3 separate regions of the Gossypium hirsutum genome follow, and regions 2 and 3 are each linked to region 1. The links are chromatin contacts, called in public Hi-C maps. All regions are on one chromosome and are shown on one strand. The core of a region is the stretch at or near the end of the contact, and the rest is flanking DNA. Distances in the headings are between cores, read along the strand shown. Region 1 holds the start of LOC107913273 (LOB domain-containing protein 38). Region 2 holds the start of LOC107913278 (BTB/POZ domain-containing protein NPY5). Region 3 holds the start of LOC107913277 (probable N-acetyltransferase HLS1).

Evidence for each region. Hi-C and Micro-C count contacts between places; a contact is called where the count stands out from the background.
Region 2: a Hi-C map of leaf shows a contact between it and region 1, with 2.1 times the contacts expected there. The contact joins the promoter of LOC107913278 here to the promoter of LOC107913273 in region 1. A contact is called at or near these places in 2 of 34 Hi-C or Micro-C datasets (both in leaf).
Region 3: a contact with region 1 is called in a Hi-C map of leaf, with 2.1 times the contacts expected there. The contact joins the promoter of LOC107913277 here to the promoter of LOC107913273 in region 1. A contact is called at or near these places in 3 of 34 Hi-C or Micro-C datasets (all in leaf).

What each region holds. Positions count from the first base shown.
Region 1 is chrD11:27,830,723-27,835,142 of Gossypium_hirsutum_v2.1, forward strand. LOC107913273 (LOB domain-containing protein 38) reads right to left here and starts at 2,436. Exons shown (of 2, transcript XM_016841807.2): 1 at 1,973-2,436; 2 at 999-1,875. The coding sequence starts at 2,156. The coding sequence ends at 1,361.
Region 2 is chrD11:28,180,051-28,184,470 of Gossypium_hirsutum_v2.1, forward strand. LOC107913278 (BTB/POZ domain-containing protein NPY5) reads right to left here and starts at 1,788. Exons shown (of 5, transcript XM_016841817.2): 1 at 1,653-1,788.
Region 3 is chrD11:28,137,473-28,141,892 of Gossypium_hirsutum_v2.1, forward strand. LOC107913277 (probable N-acetyltransferase HLS1) reads left to right here and starts at 1,759. Exons shown (of 3, transcript XM_016841810.2): 1 at 1,759-2,144; 2 at 2,287-2,462; 3 at 2,559-3,622. The coding sequence starts at 1,965. The coding sequence ends at 3,426. LOC121223058 (a long non-coding RNA gene) reads right to left here and starts at 1,146. Exons shown (of 2, transcript XR_005920403.1): 1 at 859-1,146; 2 at 1-776.

The DNA.
Region 1 (4,420 bases), core at 1,186-3,685:
GCCCCCTTGTCTCACCCTCCTCAAATAAATAAATAAAATGTAAACCATAATTCCCTGATTCTTTCAAACTATGAGTTTCACCATCTACGTCTCTTTGCACTCTCCAAAAGCCGCCGAAAGGTCCCAAAGGCCCATCCCATCCGTTTTCTCTATTGCCCTTTCCTAAACTCATTCATTTCCCTATCGCCACACTGCGCCTTTTTTCTTTTCCTTTTATGCAAATGTGAATTTGTTGTGGATAACCATCACCATGGATTTATATTTATAATAATAATAGTGAGTTCCCGTAGAGCCAGCCAGTTTTGGAATGCAATGAGTGAGCTTTGAAGAAAATTTTGGATTTATATATTTATATGGAGAGAGGGGGATGAATTCACAGTTTATGTACGCAACAACAGCAGCCAGACCAAAGACCCTAGTTTTGTTGGTTATGCCGAAACATTGTTTGCCTGCTTTAATCTTTTCGTCCAATGAAAATGGAGGCATACACTTCATTGCCACGTATTTTGCCTCACAAGATCAATTTTATCTTCCTACTTTTTAAGAGGAGAGGAGATGGATGGATGGGTCAATGCTTGAAACCAACTCCCTAGATTTGCTTGGAAGTTACATGTGCTGACTTCACTGATGATGAAATATATTTCGACCCTCAACTTGTAATTTGTCGGCCATCAATGGCTGCCTATAACATTAATAAATATATGGACTTGAATGCAATGGTACAAGAATTTAAAACTTCAATCCAAATATATATAACACTTCCCACAGATATTGAATTTAATATGAGCGTCATAGTTAAATATTAAAATTTGTGAATCACATAAATATATGGCCATTAAGAGTGGAAACATATGTTGAAGTCTTGGTTTTAATTAAAGAGTGGATGATGATTTAGATTAGAAATAAATAGTGGGGTATACTTGATAATTTCCTGACCAATCAGAAATTCTTAAAAAACAAAACAACTAAAGCATGATCTCTCATCTAAAATCATAAACTGGGAAAAATATAAGTCTGATTTATTCATGCCATGCATACATTCATGACTTAAACACAAAGATCATGAAAAGAGAAGGGTTACATAGTAGCCAAATAAAATTGATTTTAAAGGATCACCGACAGATTCTCATTTTTCTCTCTAATTTCACAGCTTTTAACACCAAAAAATAATCCCAAAAAAAAGTAAAAAAAAAGAGAGAAATCCCATGTGCCGGTAATACACAAACTCGCCGGAAAATTCATTTCCGGGGAAACCCCTCCCCAGAAGTATCCAAAAATAATCTAAACTGGTGGTAGTGGTAGAAATGAAGAATATTACATCGAAACTAGATCATTCCAAAAAGAAAAAAAACCCTCCTCTTCAAACAAACAACTTAAGTAATTTTTTATCAGTTCCTCTGCTGCCTTGCCCTTGTTGATCTGCAAAAACACTTTCGAAGCACGTCGTCGTCACAGATTCCTCCGAGTTCATAGAAGGAGTCCCTGGTCGACGATTATCGGTAACTCGCTTGCCCGAAAAGCTCGGGGTCAAGCCAAGATCTAGATCAGAGGGCTGTAGTTTCTTGAATTCTTCTTCGACTCTTTTACGCTTGGGTGAAACCCTGGATCTCGAATTTGAGAATCGACAGTTGGAGTTGAGATTCGTGGATGTCTCCCGCAATTTCCACATGTCCGTGCACGTGGCTTCGGACGCTTCGTCGGATGCTGGCGTCGGAGCCATGAATTCAGGCATGGAACGTAGAGATCCTCCTCGCAGGACGGTTTCCACCGCCGCTTGGCAAACGTGCCAGTTTCCGTTCCACAAAAGCCCCACGGCTCCGTTCACAGGGTTCACTGTTCTCCCACAAGCTTCGAACAACAGCGACTGGAATAAAGCTGATCCAAAGATTAAGAAGCAATTGGAGTCAGAATTTGGTATGAGAAACAATAAGAGAAGAAAAAAAGAGAGAAAAGATAGACGGCATGGGCATACCAGGGCGTTGAGATTCAGGAACGGCTGAAATAAAAGACATGAGACCAGCACGGCCGAAAAACTTGGCAACGAAAACAGTGGCGTGGCCTTGAGCTTCAGGGCTCTCAATCCATTGCAAACAAGGACGTAATATACAAGACTCACTGCATCCTTTCCGTAAGACTCGGCAGCCGTTGCAACTCATGATCGGACTCAAGATTCAAGACTTAACTCAACAACTATGTAGTACTACCTTTTTCCTGGCTTGGCATGAAAACCAATGTACTCTCTGAAACTTGGCTTCGCAGACAGGGTGGCTGGCTGGTGTTAACAATGGAGAAATGGAAGAGAGATAGAATAAGGGTGAAAAATGAGAGAGGAAGGAGGGTTTTAAAGGGAGGGGGGGGGGGCAGGGGAGAGTAAACCCAGGGGTTGAGTTGAGTTAGGGGGTTGGGTTAGTGGGGAGTAGTGGGTTTAGTGTGGGAACAGTTCCTTGGTATGGGGGGAAGTGAAGAGGTTATAGATTCCAAAGTCCTGGGCATGAGCGGCCCCGTGTTTCCGCGAATGCTTGTCGCTCCACCATTGGAAAATTTTCTTTTCTCTTTTACATAAGATTCCCCTACTTCCCAGTTTTAAGTTTTCTTATATTTAAATTTTTAAAAATAATTATCTGGTCAAATTTATTACAATTATTAAATTTATATTTTAGTCCAAATTATTAATATTTATAAAAAAATTTAAAGTTAATTACTGTAATTCTTATTTTAAATTGGTTCTTAAACGTTCTTAATCGAATTTCAATTCATCTATATACTTTTAATTAGGAAATGACTTTGGGATCTAGATAGTAATTATCCTATGGACTAAAATGGCTATTAAACCATTGTTTTCATATAGCTAGTGGATGGTAATATAAACGGTTTAAGGTTAAATTATTAATTAAAAATAGTTTAATTAAAGAATAAATTAAGGTTAATTAAGATTAAATAAGGATTAATATTAGTATATAAAGAAAACACTTAGTGGGAAGTTGTCATCTTCCTCCCCTAAGCCATCGAAACCATTAGAAAGAAAAAAAAAACTTTAACGTAGCATGAACATTCGACCACCATCTTCAAGTCACTAGCCATTTTTCTTGAATTTTTACGGAAACTGAATCATGAGAGCTTGATTTAGCTAGCCCATATATCAATTTGTTCAATTGTTGAAGTTTTGATAAGTTTCCATTGTTGAGATTTGGATTAATTAAGTGTGAAATTGATAGAAATTAAGCTTAGTTTATGAAAAGGACTAAATTGTAAAACTTAATTGTTAATTTTGTAGGGACCAAATTAAATAAAATGAATAAAATGTTATGAATTTTTAGTAGGAATAGAAATTAGGAGGTTCCTAATGAGTATATGTGAAACTAGATTCTAATCTGAAGTTTTAGATTGAAGGTTATGCTTATCCCAGGTTTAAAGACTAAATTGAATAAATTGTAAAATATGCTTGATATTCTATTTGATTGTGAATTGAATGAAAATTTATGTGTTATATGTTTTGTGATTATACGTAGCCAACGTCGATGTAAAACCTTCGAGAGGGAAAAGAAAAACGAAAGTTGTCAATGAGTGACTCGAAAATTCGGTTTGTATTTCTATGATTCGGGATCAATTTAGTTATTGCATATTCATGACATTTTACATTATATGGTATTGAAGTGAGTTTTCAGTGATTATTTAAATTGAATTGTTATGGCTGAGATTGAATATCAAGATAATGTCTAACTTGAATAGAATAAAAATTTCATGAATTAATTGATATGTGATAATTGGTGTGAATTTGTGCTGGAATATGCTATATAATATGATGAGTTGATGATAAATCAAGAATGGTTGAAAGTGAATTGATCTATATAATGAAATCAGAAATTTGGTTACCCTATTAGTTCTTTGGGTAGAGTCAGATATAGTCGGCATTAAGGGTGAGCGTTCGATTGAATTGAGTGAAATTTTTTTGAGTTAATCGAGTTGAAAAGTCTTATTTTATCTTCCTAACTCGATTTAAAAAATTTTCAAATCAAGTCGAGTGAAATGAAATTTGAGTCGAGTAGAGTCAAATCGAACCGAGTGAAATTGTTCGAGTTAAATAAAAAAATTAAACATGTTAACTTAAAATCTTGTTACAATATAATTAATTTCATGTTAGAGCACAAAATTTTGAAACCATATATATTTGAGAAATTTTTCAAAGCAAAATAATAAAAAATAAGATACTTTAGTATGATAAACCTGAATGATTAATTAACTTATTTAGGTCCCAAAAATATTATTTTAGAATATTTTTAAAATTTTAACTTTCTTTATATATATTTAAATTTTTTTGAAAATTATTTAGAATTTTTGAAAATCAATTTGAATTATTTTGTATTTTTTGTTGAGAGAGACCAATTCGCTTATTTCTAAAATTGGTAGGGACAAAGAGACT
Region 2 (4,420 bases), core at 538-3,037, 350 kb after region 1:
ATTTGTTTAATCTTATTCTCTTTGTTTTTCTACTTTCAATGGATATCTCTCTCTCTCTCTCTCTCTCTCTCACACTACACTGCCATGAACTTTTTTTCTGGTCCACAAAATGAAAAAAAAAATCTCTATACCCCAAAACCCAGAATGCACATTCCTTTACAACTCTTGTATTAAGGAAACTCTAACCTTTTACTCCTATGCTTAAGGTAGAAAACCTGCAAGGAAAGAGACATCATTTCTCGGTATGAGTTGAAGAAAACAACTTAGTGGACATGGAGCATCATTTTTTGGAGGTTTCTAAAAGGGAAAAGAATAAAAAATAAATAAAAATTTACTCAAATAATCAAGTCCAAGAATATTGCTCTAAAAGTGGAGAGCTGAAACGGGTAAATTGATCACAAATCAAAATTCAGGAAATAGTTTATACTTTCATCAAAATAAAGCACTAACAACTGAACCACAAAGAACATCTCCCCTTGGTTGTTTTAAGAGTGAAACAATGAGGGAACTTTATAAAGACTCGAAAACACAAAAAGTGGGATGATCAACAAGATCATATCTTCACTTGTGAAATTAATTCCTTTGAGGTAAAGAAAAAGAAGAAAACCAAAAGAAAAAAGGACTAAAAATAAACCTCAAACTGAAAGAAAACAAAGTGGTTGATTCAACAATAGGCCACCTCAAAAAAACCATACAGAAGAAGAGGAGAAGATGTGGAGCATTAGAATCTAAGCCTACCTTGGAGGGGTCACTAGAAAAGAGCCTTATATGTCCCAAAGCAGCTCCCTTTACTATTATTGCCCTTCCAAGTACCAAGAATCCAACATCAATATATCATTAACAGTCAAAGAGTAAGCAGGATGTTAACTGTCCACTGCAGTGCATGAAGCAACCGCTATTATCCTTTTAGCCACAACACCAAATAAACACCAAAACGAAAAAACAAGAAAACCAAACCCCACATAGCATAAAAACTACCCGACCAAAAATCACATCAAAAAGAGGAGCTGGTCCTCATCTTTTGACACCCATCACTTCCCTCTATCCCTTCTATTTAACATTTTCCCACAAAAAGCCAAATCTCAGAATGTTCCCACTCATCTCCTTTGAATCAGCACCACCACTCCCCACCGCCACCACTACAAAAATCCTTACCCTCTTATCCCACATATATTCTGATTTCAACCCCCACCAGGCCACCACGCTTCACTCCAAAACAAAACCCCAAACACTCTATTTAAATATCTATTAAATAAAAACCCAAGCTTCACCCTCTTCCTTTTCGGGTTTTGCAAAAAAATATGTGAACTTCTTTATAATTAACCTTTGCAAAGCCAGAAACTTTGATTAAAGAAAAAACAAGGGGACCCCCACCTCCACCAAAGTGATGAATTTCAATGGTTTTTTTGTATTTTGGTACTTGGATTCACTGTCTTACATTTTTAGTGTAAGTTTAAACAAATGGTATACACGATTAATATAAAAATAACGATAATAATAAAATTAAAAAATCTTATTAATATTATAACGTGAAAAAGAAAATAAACTTACCACACTTAATTACCTATCTAAACTTATCTTACAATGAAAATTACATGCCAACTCTGACAATAATAACTTTAGTGCTCCCTTAATCAAATACAAAAACTGACCTTCACTTGGTTTTAGTGTCCATGAATACCATCGCCTGTTTAACCCTATTGCATAACACCCCTTCCATCCCCCCATCTCTTCCTTTGATAATAATGCCATCCATCTCATTTTTTTTTCTTTATAGTTAGTTCTTTTGTCCAAAGCCCACTAACTTTAAAATATAAATATATATTGATTTTAGTATATATATATTTTACTATAAAAATCATAAAATATTTAAGCATGAAAATGACGTAACTTTAAGACCATACAAGGAAAAATAAGATTATAGACATTCAACGTCATTTTTTAAAAGTAGTATAAAATAAAATATTTTGAAGTAAATTAAAATAAAATAGAAGTTAAATAATGATGGTAAAGACCTCTCTAGTCCCCTTTAATTTTAATATTAAATAAATTAGTACCTCTTAAAAAAATTAAAGTAATTTAATCGTTGTTAATTTTAAAAGTGAGCAATTAAAGACACTTAATTAAGGTGTTTATGCTTTTTTCAATTTTAAATGAATTTGATTTGTATCATAACAAAGCTAGCTCTCATATTTTACACATTTTATCATTTGGTCATGGTTTTAGTCTATAATATTTTTATAAATATGTAAATGTTAAGGCTAAATTTGTTATATATTTTTAAAATCAAGACTAAATTATTAAAATATGTAAATATTGAGAGATAAATGGACGAAAAGTATACATAATTGACGAAAGGAAATAACCATTTAATTAATTATTCTTCATTGTCATTTTCAAAATTAACTATATAATTTTTTTAGAGAGATTAATTTGGTTGATTTAGAAATTGACAACCATTGGAGAGTTTTTTTACCGAATATTATAGCAGCAGCTACATTTATTTTTTATTGTGATATTGTGGAATGGGCCTGGTCCCCTCTCAGGGTTTCACGTGGCTTTGTTCACCAAAAAAGACTACAAAATCGTAAAGAAATTGTTTCTTACCGAAACACATGGGGTTTATGAGGTGTAAATATACCCAAAAAATGTTGTCTGAGAATTACTTCTTTAACGTTTTTACTTAATAAGATTTCGTAATTTGAGATAATAATAAAAAAAAAGAAGCCAGATATTAACTTCAAAAATTAAATTTGATATATATTTTTTCTTAAACAATAATTATATATATAGCAGATGCACTGGTAAAAATAATCCTCTCGTATTGCCCATATTTAATCATTCCTATAGAGATTTAAGAAATCATACAAGAAGAAAGTACTAGAAACAATCTAGCTATGAATACATTTATGTAATCTGCTTGTTTACTTTTATAAATAAATAAAAATTATATATATCAATTGGATTAAAATTAATTTTTTTAATAACTCATTTTCCTTCGATAAACTCTCCCCGTGAATTGAATTTATTTTATAAGTGAAGAGGTAAATGATGTCCAAAAGATGTAAAAAAAAATGTTGGCATGACTCCACTCGTTCACAATCATAACAAGATTTAGGCTTAAATCATAATGATAATAATAAGCTCATTACTTAAATAAATATAGTAGCTCATCACTTAATATTATATATATTGAGTGTTGCTAAAGGCCTAGTGGACAAAATGTGATCACAGTTTTTTTCCCTTATCCAATCTTTTTATTTCCCTTACCTCACAAGTCACATGCATTGCTCCACTCAATGCTTTTCTGGCTAAAAATGTAACTTAAAACATGAAAATTGCTTGGATTTTTATCATAGTATTGGTATTTACTTTACCATATTCTTTCAATAATTCAATAAGAAAATTCATACATTTTTTTATAAATTTTAAAATTGCAAAAACCTTAATATTATCATTAAATCAAATACTCCTTTTAGACTTTTCAGTACGCACATTTGATTGCAAGTTTCTCGCTGGAAAAAAAAAACAGAATCTAATCAATCCATCAATGTGGGATTTGATTCTTGAAGAAATGTTGGGACTCTTTAAGTGAATATATCCGACACAAAATTTGGGTGACAAGAAAATAAATCTTTTGAAAGATTTTATTAATAAAGAAATGGTGGAAAAATATTAGTCACCTCAAATCACTTTTGTTTTTTGGTATTTGTTTTCTTTTAAATGTAAAACAGTCCAAATTTAAACCTACTGAAATAAATAGAATCCATGCATGATCAAATCTTTGAAGCCTCAAACATCTCATCACTTTTAAACATCAAACAGTCCAAAAAACAAAAAACAGAAGTCTCAGCTTTGAACAGTGGAGGAGTCAAGTAGGTAAGAGCCTCTAGTGAAATGACATATCAATAATGTTTGGCATTAAGAACAATGCAGAATATTAGAATTCATGAAAATTCATGCAAGCACAGCCAATTTTGGCGATGTGCCCACTTGAAGAGGAAAGGCAGAATTGTTGATGTCAATTTGTGTTTGGCCTAATACCATGTGCTCTATTTTATAACAAATTAGACACGTCTCTTTTTCGATATTTGAATTTCAGAATTGAGTGAAAATTTATTTGCTTCTAGCTTTCCAGCTCAGTGAAAAATTCTTGACTTAAAAGAGGGGACCAATTAAAAGCTTTAAATGTTTCTGACTCGAAACAAAACACCCTTTCGATTAAGACAGACCTTCCCTGTTACTAATGCGTGAAACAAAGACATTTCTGTGTTCTGAAACTATCAATCAATGGTTGTAACAAAAAGAAAGGTTGAAGCTAAACAAGGAATTAATGTGTCCAATTTACAACTAAACCCCAATGTCCAAAAGTACTAATCTATTGCAGAGAAGTGATAAAGTTGGAGTCTTTGTGTTACTC
Region 3 (4,420 bases), core at 509-3,008, 310 kb after region 1:
ATTTTCGGATGATTACAAAATATCATTAAACCGTTTACTGATAACGGAAACCGTTTACTGGTAACGGAAAAATGATTTGACTTTATTTTAATACTAAAAATTATTTCCTTTCTTTTTTAATATTAAATTTTTTCTTTTTCCTGTTCCTCTTCTTCTTCTTCGCATTTCCCTTCCCTAGCCAACCCTAGTTGCCACTGGTTTCACCACCATCGATGGCTTTCATCGGCTGTTCTCTTCATGCTGCTCTTACGCACCATCCCATGCCATTTTGTGCCTAACGCATTGAGTCCACCGACCTCCTCCTCCTTTTTCATCTCTCTTAAACAAAGTTCAGTCTTTTTATTATTATTATTTTTCTAATTTCAAAGAAAACAAACAAAATTAGCCAATCAAGTAAAAAAGCAAAATTAATTGATGTTTTTGATTCATTGGGTCTGGGTTGCCCAAAGGGTGTGATATGGTGGCAGCTACTGCACTCCCTGTCGCTTTTCCAGAAAAGCTAAAGAGGAAATTAAAGATAAAATCATAAAAAAATAAAAAAAAATTTATGGAGATCTAAAACAACAAAAAAAGAAAATCAAGAAGACAGAGTCTTTAAAAACAACAAAAACATTTTGAATGAACTTTTTTCTTCAAAGAAACGTCATGCTTCATCTAGAGTGAAAAAGAGAGAAAAGAGACGAAAAATGGAAACAAATAGAGAAGAAAAGGCTAACATGTAGTAACCAAAAAGAACCTTAAATATGAGTTGCATAATGCTTCCATGTTTTCTTTCCCTACCGTAACAAAAAACAAATTAGAAACTTTGCAATAATAATAAAAAAAAAGCACATAGAACTCCACCCATTAGTTATACACCTTCTTCCTCGGGGTTGTCTTTCATATGCTGAAGTCAATCATATTCTCTTCATTTTCAAGCTTAAATGTTGAAAAAGAAAAAAAACTTCAAACTTTGATAGGATTAAGGGTTGGGGCTAGGCTTATCGAAATCAAGGGATAGTCTTGGGAGATCCACCGGTGGGTTCGATGTCCGAGGAAGCCACTGGCGATGGTGGAATCGGTGGCGGATAGGGTTTACTGGAAAGGGAGATAAGATGGAAAGAAAGGAAGAAGAAGAAGAAGAAGAAAGGGAAAAGAGAGAAAATAAAATAAGGAAAAAAAGAAAAAAAATAAAAATTTAAAGTGATATAACTTGATAATATTAATGATATTTTTATAATAATGCGATAATGTTAGTAATATTTTTGTAAGTTTCGAAAATTCGATTATACAAATTAAAAATTAATTAAGATTTAGTGGGATATGGTGGAGTTTACGTTTTGTTATTATATCAATAATTAAAATGATGAAAATATTACTAGGATTAAATTATTTTGATAAGGATGATTTGAAGAAACTGAGAAAATATTTTTACCAAGTGGAAGAGAAATTAATCAAAAAGAAAACACTGAGCAGACCCCGCAGCCATAGCCGCCATTTCCACTTCCTCCCTTTTTTGTGATGATTAATAATATTCTTTTATTTACTGCTCCCATTTAAATTTATTTATGACAACATTTGTCACTAGTCTTAAAAGTGGGAGAAAGGGAAGATACATGGACAGACAAAAGAGAAGACAGAAGAAGAGAAAGGGACTTCAAAGCACTGAATTATTAAAAACAAAAAGGAAAGTGTTTGAGATTCTATTCTAGAGAGAGAGGGGGGGAGTAAATAAAAAGGCTTTTGTTTTTTTATAAAATAAAAATATTCCCCAATTCATTAGTATTTAAGAGGCAGCTTCAACCCGATTGTTTCTCCGTCGATGAACTTCTTCTCAGTATCTCCTCTTCCTCAAAAGCAAACCTAACATACAACAACCTCTGGTTTCCACAGACTTCCTAAGCTTTTTCTTCATTCGTGGTGTCTTGCAGAAGTGGTGTCCGTTGTTCTTTACTTGTGCAATTGAGAGTTAAAAAGGAAAAATCATGGGAGATGACAAGTGTGTTTTAGTAATAAGAGAGTTTGATCCGAGCAAGGATTTAACAAGTGTAGAAGAAGTTGAAAAAAGATGCGAGGTTGGTCCCAGCGGCAAACTCTCTCTCTTTACAGACCTCTTAGGCGACCCTATTTGCCGGGTCCGCCATTCCCCTGCTTTTCTCATGCTGGTACTGTATATGAAATCCCTCCTCCCTTTTGTCCCTTTTTTAAAAAAAAATTTAATCTCCATTACTAAATTCCACTATTTATCTACGTATAATAAATACAGCCTTTAACATTACTATTTTCTGCATCTTTGTAAACAAGCAGGTGGCTGAGTTAAGCTCCACAAAAGAAATAGTTGGGATGATTCGAGGTTGCATTAAAACCGTTACATGCGGCAAAAAGCTTTATCGCAATGGCAAAAGCAATCATCCCACTAAACCCTTCCCTGTATACACCAAACTCGCTTACATTTTAGGCCTTCGGGTCTCCCCTTCCCACCGGTATTTACTATAACTGCCCCAACAGATCATTTTTAGTTCGTTAATACATTAGTAAATGAATTATTTTGATTTCTTTGTTGGGTTTTTTATCCACAGGAGAATGGGAATTGGGTTAAAGCTGGTCCGTGGAATGGAAGATTGGTTTGTCCTAAACGGCGCTGAATATTCCTACTTAGCAACGGAAAACGACAACAAACCTTCTGTTAAGCTCTTCACTGATAAATGCGGTTACTCCAAGTTCCGTACTCCTTCTATTTTGGTTAACCCCGTTTTCGCTCATCAACTCCCCGTTTCCAATCGGGTCACTCTAATCAAGCTTCCGCCGTCCGACGCTGAGTTGCTATACCGCCGCCGGTTCTCCACCACCGAGTTCTTCCCTCGCGACATTGACTCGGTTCTTAATAATAGACTTAACATTGGAACCTTTTTGGCCGTGCCACGTGGAGGATGTTACACGCAAAAATCTTGGCCCGGGTCGGATAAGTTTTTATCAGACCCGCCAGAGTCGTGGGCTGTTTTGAGTGTTTGGAATAGCAAGGACGTGTTTAGGCTGGAAGTTCGAGGGGCGTCGAGGATGACGAAGGCGTTGGCTAAAACGACAAGGATCGTGGACAAGTTATTGCCGTTTTTTAGATTACCCTCGATCCCGGAAGTGTTTAGGCCGTTCGGTTTGCACTTTTTGTACGGATTGGGAGGGGAAGGTCCACGCGCGGCCAAGTTTGTGAATGCATTGTGTGCACACGCGCATAACTTGGCTAAACAAGGAGGGTGCAGTGTGGTGGCGACTGAGGTGGCGAATCTTGAGCCGTTGAAAATCGGGGTCCCACATTGGAAGAGTTTATCATGTGATCAAGATTTATGGTGTATCAAGCGACTCGGGGAAGACTACAGTGACGGGTCTGTCGGTGACTGGACTAAATCACCCCCTGGACTTTCCATATTTGTAGATCCCAGAGAATTCTAAAATCTAACCCACAAAGAAGAAAAATAGTAGTCACTCTCTCTCTCTCGTCTTTCTTTTACAAATAATTTTTGGGAAGATAAAAAGAGGGAATTAGAAGATATGGGTCTTTGTGTGAAAAGGAAAATGAATATCCTCTTCTTCTTGTTTTGGGCTGTAGATATGTTGGTTTTTAGTAAATGGGATGTGGCTTTAAAGATCCTGTAGTAGCCAAACAAAGCCTTAGTTTTAGAAGTGGGGTTGAATATCTTTTTAGAGAATTTTCCTTTTAGTTGTTCCAATGTTTAAAAACGGTTCTCTCGATAGGAATGAGAAGAACGTATAATCAGAACATACTTGAAATATAAATAAAATAAAAAGGAATCCTTATTATTTTTCAGAATAGGAATAAAAACCTTATAAATCTCTATTAATTTAAGTAATCCGGACACATTTTCAATTATAACTTTTTTGGATTTTAAAATATAAATTATTATGAAAGTGTAGAGATTTAGTTTTTTTTTTAAAATTGATATTTGAGCATAAAAAATACGATTATATGCTTTTAGATAGCGACACGACTACCTCTATCATTGTTTAATGTGGAAAATATTAATGGAGATCTTAGTATCTTTCTAATTAAAGGGGTGGTGGAGAAAGAAATATGAAATTCTCTCCCTAACAACGAAGAAGAATATCCATTGTGAATTTTTTTTGGGTTGGGATGAAGAAGAGAGTCTAGTCTGTATATAAAATATAAGAATGAGAGATTAATGATATGGGAGACTTTGTCTTGTAGCTGCTATGCCTTTTGGCTTTACTTTTATTTGTTTTTGGAAGGCAAGATTGAAATTCAAACTGAAAGGAATAGGATAGAATGTACCATTTTTTTTCTTTTTAACCTATTTTGTCTTTTCTCTATTTTTGGTGGTTTGAGTTTGGAAGCATGGGCCACGTATGAGGATAAATGATTCGATTCCAACTTCCATTTTATTAATTGGATGTCAATCCAATTAAT